Regions from separate parts of the Mus musculus genome. Here region 1 is linked to region 2. The links are chromatin contacts, called in public ChIA-PET maps. All regions are on one chromosome and are shown on one strand. The core of a region is the stretch at or near the end of the contact, and the rest is flanking DNA. Distances in the headings are between cores, read along the strand shown. Region 1 has its middle 51 kb from the start of Gm41393. Region 2 overlaps Pced1b (PC-esterase domain containing 1B).

What was found. ChIA-PET counts read pairs in DNA pulled down with a chosen protein or histone mark.
Region 1: an RNA polymerase II ChIA-PET map of memory CD8 T cells shows a contact between it and region 2, with 134 read pairs. The contact joins two enhancer-like sites. A contact is called at or near these places in 2 of 115 datasets of contacts at active chromatin or transcription factors (embryonic stem cells and memory CD8 T cells) and 1 of 9 other capture datasets (embryonic stem cells).

What each region holds. Positions count from the first base shown.
Region 1 is chr15:97,456,448-97,460,195 of GRCm38.p6, forward strand. No RefSeq gene overlaps it. Among named protein-coding and RNA genes, the nearest start is that of Gm41393, 51 kb to the left of the region's middle. Within about 2 kb of position 1,839, at least 59 of the 459 cell types and tissues checked have an H3K27ac peak or open chromatin away from gene starts, as enhancers often do. A contact at or near this core is called in memory CD8 T cells, where this site is marked.
Region 2 is chr15:97,285,726-97,289,438 of GRCm38.p6, forward strand. All of the region lies in intron 3 of Pced1b (PC-esterase domain containing 1B), which reads left to right. Among named protein-coding and RNA genes, the nearest start is that of Amigo2, 40 kb to the left of the region's middle. Within about 2 kb of position 1,521, at least 18 of the 459 cell types and tissues checked have an H3K27ac peak or open chromatin away from gene starts, as enhancers often do. A contact at or near this core is called in memory CD8 T cells, where this site is marked.

The DNA of each region.
Region 1 (3,748 bases), core at 589-3,088, 170 kb after region 2:
TATTAAAAATGCTTTGGAGGTTTAGATTGTATAGGGGATGCTAGTAAGAGAAGATCTCTGATCTGGAAAGCCAAAATCAGATGCTATAAGAAAAATAGATCATTAATAAAACAAAAAGAGAACGCTTAAAAAATGGAAATATGTCACTGAAACAATAAGTTGACTATCAGGGTTGGCAGGTAGGTCGGCTGAAACAGTAGAACAAAAAAGGAGATAGGAGGAGGGGAGGATAAGAAAGAAAAAGTGAGTGATCCGCCAAGAGGCCTGGTGTCTTAATTATAGGAGGTGGAGAACATGGGAGCTAAAGAAACAGAAGCGAAGAAACAGAAGAGCAATTCAAGCAAACCTCCCCAATCTACACTAAAAGTTCAGCTGGGTCCCTAGCATGCCTCATACTGCCCCATGCAATCCAGAAATCACATGGCACAAAGGCATGGGAAAATCAGTAACGTAGTACAAAGAACAGCAATAAGGATGGCTTTGGACGCTTTAACAACAGCAGGAAGTAGAAGTCAATGAGAAATGATGCTCTTATAACCGACTCAAGATGGAGGAAGCAGGGTCGTTAGCAATGGGACAAGGCGACAGGACCCCCCCCAGCCCCCCGTGGAGCCATGGGACAAGGCGATAGGACCCCCCCGGGGGAGCCATTGGACAAGGTGATAGGACCACCCCAACCCCCCCCCCGGGGAGCCATGGGACAAGGCGATAGGACCCCCCCAGCCCCCCGTGGGAGCCATGGAACAAGGCAATAGGACCCCCCCCCCCCGGGGGGAGCCATGGGACAAGGTGATAGGACCACCCCAGCCTCCCCCGGGGGAGCCATGGGACAAGGCGATAGGACACCCCCAGCCCCCCGGGGAGCCATGGGACAAGGCGATAGGAACCCCCCACCCCCCGGCCGGGGAGGTAAGCAAGGACAGCTACTATGCGGGGTCAGATATGACCTGAAGGTGTCAAGCAGGTCTTCTGACTCAGGAAGACACGGCTCCACACAGAACGGACATTTACATAACATGTGAAACATACCATTCTCATCCTTTCCCCCTCAAACATGGAGAGAGCGTCTTCCCTCTATACTCTCCACCCCACGTCTCTGGTCCCTTCACAGCTAACCTCGAGACTTCTCTACATCCTCAGGTCCCCATCATTGCAGCCACTGTGTGGCATGGTACAGAAGAGAGATAGAGAGACAGGACACGTATATGGTCACAGAAAGTTCTAGTAGGCATTGTAGGGAAGCAGTAGGCACTGGGAGGGCAGCGAGCAGGGCCGGGTGCGTGGGTGCAGCTTAGGGAAAGGGTAGAAAATTCATTAGCTGAGAGTGAGGATGGGGGAGGGGATGCTATGAGTCTGAGAAGAGAGTCAGTTGTGGGAAATGAACCTTCCCAGAGAGGAGGACATGAAGGCGTGCTTTCCTTTTTCTTGACCCGATTATGCAAAAATTGGAATCAATGTTTTTTTGTTTTTTGTTTTTTTTTGTTTTAATCTTTTAAAATAGTTTGTTAATTCTCTGAGAATTAATAATTCAATGTACTTTGATCATATCCACTCTTCCTAATTCCTCCAGGTCCTCACCTCACTGCCCCCCTCCCCTCTCCTCCCCTCTCCTCCCCTCCTCTTCTCTATATCTCTCTCCTTCTCTCTCTCCCTCTCTCCATCTCTCTCTCTCTCTCCATCTCTCTCCCCATCTCTCTCCATCTTTTTCCATCCCCTCTCCCAGCCCCCAGTCCACTGAGTCCCATTTGGGCTGCCCATATACTCATGGGTATAGATCCTCCACTGGGGTGTGCTCGACAGCGAGCCATGGGTCACACCCTTAAAGAAGACTGACTCTTCCCCCACTAGAAGCCGTGAACTGTCAATAGCTTCTCAGTTAACGGTAGACGCGGGGGAGCTCCTCCCACTTCCACGGTCGAGCTGCTAGGAACCCAAAAGTACAGCGACTGTGTCCTGTCACATCATTTTCCCAGGCTTCCCTGACATCTGCCTCTTACGATCTCTCTGCTGTCTTCTGTGGTGGTCCCTTAGCCTTGGAGTAGGGATCACCATATTTGACTTTAATAGTATTGTCACTTGCAAGGCTGTTTTCAAAGCAGCTATCCCTAAGCTTGGCCAGCCTTGGCTGGGGATAAAAGCATAAGCCAATTTCTAGCTACCTCATCCCCAGTAATCCCCCCGGTAAAACCAGAGGATGCTGAGAAATCCCACAGCCAGGTGCTCATGGCCACAGCCTGTGCGGGGCTGCGGCAGGGCGGGGCGGGGCGGGGCGGGGTGGGGTGGGGTGGAGGGAGGCTTCCTGGAGATGTTCTGTAGTGGTAAAGCATGGAAACTTTCTCACTCAAGGGGCTTTTGATTTTTAAGAAACGGAAACCGGTGCAATCAAACTTAAACACAAAAAGAGAGCTGCTTCTGTGTACCCACTGCTGCTGGGGGGGCCGGGAGCAGCAGGGGAGTAAGTCATTTTCCTTCACTTGCAGCAAGTTTGTCTTTTTCAATTACACCACAAAGATGGGGGGAGGGGGTGCTGGGAGCCCACCTCAGCTGGTGGCAGAACCCAGCTACCAGCAGCCACGTCTCTGCTAGTACAGCAAACGGACCATTGTACATGAGTAGTATGAGACCACCCAATCCTGGTGCCAGAAAGGTAGCATGCACAACCATGGACCAATGGAGGAGAGGAGGGGCGGGGCGTCTCGAGAGTAGGTACGTGAACCTTGTAGGGACATCTAAACGAGAACCCATGAAGAGCCTACGACTACTCAGAGTCCAGTGGACTTTCAGCCCTATACCTTTCTTTGCCTTGAACCCCGCCCCCACGAAGTGGAAACTTAAGGGTTTTTGTTTGTTTGTTTGTTTGTTTGTTTTTTGTTTTTGGCGAGTCAGTTGTGTTAGATGGTGTTTTGCTACAGAACTCCAAGGTCAAGAGGATTGCAAGCCAAGCCCTTTTAGCCTCCTCTCTGGCTAGTTCTGGTATTATATTCCTCAATGCCCTCTGTATGACATGTGAGAGTCTCACCCTCCCCAAGCCTAGAAATTTACTTGTATACATTATTTTGTTAATATAGACATTTCCCTTAACATTGAAGTAACAACTTAGCCCCAGAACCTCTCGGTACTTGACACAGTAAAGATTTTCTTCAGCTTCCCAGTCGGGCTGACTCGAGGCAGGTGCCAGCCTGTAGTGAAGGGGCCTATGAGTATCTCTCCTTGGTTCTGTCAACTCTGCCCATGATCTCAACCATCCACGATCACGGAGAAAACTGATACCAATTTTCAAGCCTGTGACCCAAGCAGATACATCACAGCTGCTCAAAGCCCTTTGGCCGGGGTTAGGCTTAGGGCTCCACCTCAGAGGGGGCTGGACATTTGAGAAAGATATAAGAATGTCGAAGCCATCTCTTGTCCAGCAGAGCTGTCTGATCAAAGCGACCTGCACGGCACAGCCCCTTCTATGTTGAAATCAGCATGGAGGAGAAATAAAACTGTACTGAGATAATCTAGTGAGATTTGGGGGCCTAATTGTATTCCCAGTGTAGACACGGTCATCCCGATTAACACAGGAACGTGTAAGAAAACAGGAATGAATGAGAGAGACAGTGCTGCTTGTTGTCCTACCAAATTACCCTTGGCTTTCTCTGGAGGCTGACAAAGTTATCCAAAACTCACGGGGAATAAGGAAGGAGTGAGAACAGCCGGTGTAACTGCGCACGAAATCAGGAGGAGGAACCAACTTACTCACCAAGAC
Region 2 (3,713 bases), core at 271-2,770:
TTGGCCTGGAAATGCTTGCTAGAGGCTGAAATCATTTTTAAACCTGTGTTTCCCACTCCTATGATGGTCCATAGATATAGCGGTATTGTGAGCTTTTTGCTGAGCCAAGAAGTAGTTGATCAGGGCAAAGTGAACTAATCATGTGTGGTTAGTCACGTGACTCACTAATCCCGGGCAGCAGCCTCTTCTCCCATCTCCACTTTGGGGATACATTTAACATGTACTTAGATGCAGAGTGAGCTTTGTAGTTTGTCGCCCATAAAGAGGCGAGCGCGCAGTAGGGTTACAGGAAGACCCACTTTAACGGATGGTTGTTTACTCAATCATCTATAAAATCAATCAACTGTAAATGTCTATCCAGGCTGACTGAGATGGCTCAGTGAGTATAGATGCCCTCTGCCAAGCTGATAACCCAAATTCGGTCCCCTATGTTTGATTCCTGGACCCACATGGTAGAAAGAGAGAAGAGACTTTTCTGCAAGTTGCTCTTTGACCTCTGCTAGTGTGCCAAGGCACCAGCACTTCCCTACCTACAAAATAAATAAACAAATTTTAGACAAACACAGTGGGGCTGTAGAGATGGCCTTTTGTTTTTAAGGGCAGTTGTTCTTGCAGAGGACTTGGGTTTGATTTCCAGCATCCACATGACAGCTCTTCGTAGTTCCAGTTAGAGGGGATCAAGTCCCCTCTTCACGTGTATACACGTGGGCAAAACATTCATACACATAAAATAAATAAATCCAATATGTTTCCCTTAGGAGATGTTCCGTGCCAGTTTGTGGTTGACATGAACAATGTAACTGCATAAGGTGTGCCCTGAGCTTATTAATAAAATATAGCATTTTTTTATGCTGAAGACAGGACTTAGAACATTTCTGAGTAGGCAAAACTTCTGAAGGTCAAAAACAATTCGGATTTTCCTTATGTGCACGATGAAGACCTAAAGTGCAAGAGACAGTCTCACCTCGAATTGCAGTGTAAAGTGTTTGAGACCTCCCCGGGTCTCCATTCAGGGGCCCAATCCCTAAGGTTCCCCTGAGAAGCTGTTTTGATTATTAAAACATGGGTTTTATGTTACAGATCCAACCAGCCTGTTCTTACAGACGGCTTCCCATCAGCCCCTTCTCTGTTGAGTCGATACCAGGCACAGGCAGAGAGGTTGGTCCATTGTGAAATTTGATTTCCCAGGCCACGGGTACAGGGAAAGGCGAGGTCACGGTACCACAGAGATTTGAGCTCTTCAGTTCAAAAGCCACGCACAGCATGAAGAAATGTGCTGCGTTCTTTGAAGTTTGACTTATGTAACTTCACATATCTAAGAGAAATACAGTCCTCCTCCCACTGACTTCGGTTGCTTTAGAAGGATGCTTTAAAAAAAAAAGCAACCGATTTTTGGTAGAACGGAAAAGTCCACTTAACATTTCAGTTTTGTTAATAATAGAGGCCCGGGCCTGCGCTGAGCCTCCTGTTGGAAAGGCCTTCACAAAGCCACAAGGAAACAAAGAGGGTGTCACCTTGATGCAGGGGAAGCTGCATTCTCATGAAAGACAGCTTGGCAGACAAGTGAGAGTGTGACCACGGGCCTCTCTCACCTCAGAGGAAATAGATACTTACTGGGTTTTTCTCTACATGTTTTTCATTTATGTATTTTAGATTATACTCAAATATTGTCTTAGTTAGGGTTTTCATTGCTGGGAACAGACACCATGACCAAGGCAACTCTCATTAGAGGACAACATTTAGTTGGGGCTGGCTTACAGCTTCATTATCATCAAGTTGGGAGCATGGCAGCATCCAGGCAGGCATGGTGCAGGAGGAGCTGAGCGTTCTACATCTTCATCCAAAGGCAAACAGAAGACTACTGTCAAAGCCCACGCCCACAATGACACACTTCCCCCAACAAGGCCATACTTCCTAATAGTGCCGCTCCCTGGGCCAAACATATTCAACCTACCACAGATATGCAAAGGCAAAGTAGGCTCTGTGTTTGAGACAGGGTCTCAAGTAGTCTGGGGTGGCCTTGAACTCCTGACCCTTTGTTCTCAGACCTCAGCATGCATCTTACTTTTAAGTGTAGGAATTGATGCTTTCCCACTGATGTGCAGCTGTCACCACCATCCACCTGCAGAGCGCATTCACCTTGCAAAACTGAGACTCTATGTACCCCAGGTAGAAACTTTCCCTTCACCATTTACCCTACTTCCCCTCCCCTCAAACCTGACAGCTCCATTCTACTTCCTGTTTCTGAATTGACCCGTGTCTGTCTGTCTCTGACTGCCTTCTTTCACTTGGCACACTAGCCTAAAGGAGACCTTATTTATTTATTTATTTATTTATTTAGATATTTTCTTTATTTACATTTCAAATGTTATCCCCTTTCCTAGTTTCCCCTCCAAAAATCCCCTCTCCCTACCCCCTTCTCCCTGCTCACCAACCCACCCACTCCTGCTTCCTGGCCCTGGCATTCCTCTACACTGGGGCATAGAACCTTCATGGGACCAAGGGCCTCTCCTCCCATTGATGACCATATAGGTCATTCTCTGCTACATATGCAGCTGGAGCCATGAGTCCCATCATGTGTTTTCCTTGATTGGTGGTTTAGTCCAGGGAGCTCTGGGGGTACTGATTAGTTCATAGTTGTTCCTCCTAGGGGGTTGCAGACCCCTTCAGCTCCTTGGGTACTTCCTCTAGCTTAAAGGAGACATTTTTAAAGAGCTAAGACGCCTGTGGGTCCAGCTATGTCTATTCACCCTAAGATGTCTCAGTGTGTTTGCACAGCGTCTTGATTCTGACGGGATATAATTTTGCATATAGCAGTAAGCAAACGCCACTCACAGGTGCTTGGAACCCATCCCTGGATACCATTAGCCCTCAAGAGCATCCGTACTGTGACCTCAGGCTGAGGCAGGAGGCTGAGGCAGGCGATTATAAATTTAAGACTAGCTGAGTCTACATGGTGAGACCCTGTTTAAAAAAAGAAGAAGGGTGTGGGGAGGGGTAGGGTGGGGTAGAGGTTGGGGTGGGGGGACAGAGAGAGACAGAGAATTGACAGCGCAAAAAAGCCCTTTGTGGAGGCGGATCAACTCCTCCGCAGAGGCCAGTCTGACTCAGCTGCCGCCAGCCCCCAGCCCACAGGGGCTCTGTGCTTGATTATGGGTGTGTGTTGCCATCTGGTATGTGGGTAAGAACCGTAAGAACGGGAGACTCAGACCCTCCAAGTCACGTGTTGCTGTTAGTTTATTTACCAATTGTCGCACAGCCTGAACCTTCGCAGTGCAGCGTGATTATTCGATCTGCTCCCAGCTATTCACGGGATGCCTCGGACAAACTGACTTCAGGGTGACAAACTGACTTCAGGGAGATCTTCCCGGGTCACCTAAGGGCAGCTTCTTTTCCTGATGTTTTAGAGATGTCTCTGTTGTTAAAAAGCTGTCCCGTGGAGTTTTCTTATTTTGAGTAAATGCCATTTCTCTGGGAGTCTTTAGGCAAATTTCTGTGTGTTTCATTAAATTTTTATCTTGGAGGAAAATACATATCTCCATATCCCGTCCGTTACCCTGGCTGTTTATATTTGTGAGACAATAATTTCAGCTGAAGGGTTGCTTGTGGTTTCTGTCAGTCTGTGTCTTGCGCCTCAGTCTACTGACATTTGGCTGTGTCCCCCAGCCCTCAGGAATGTACAGTGCTTCACCAGAATGCCCTTTCTTAACTTG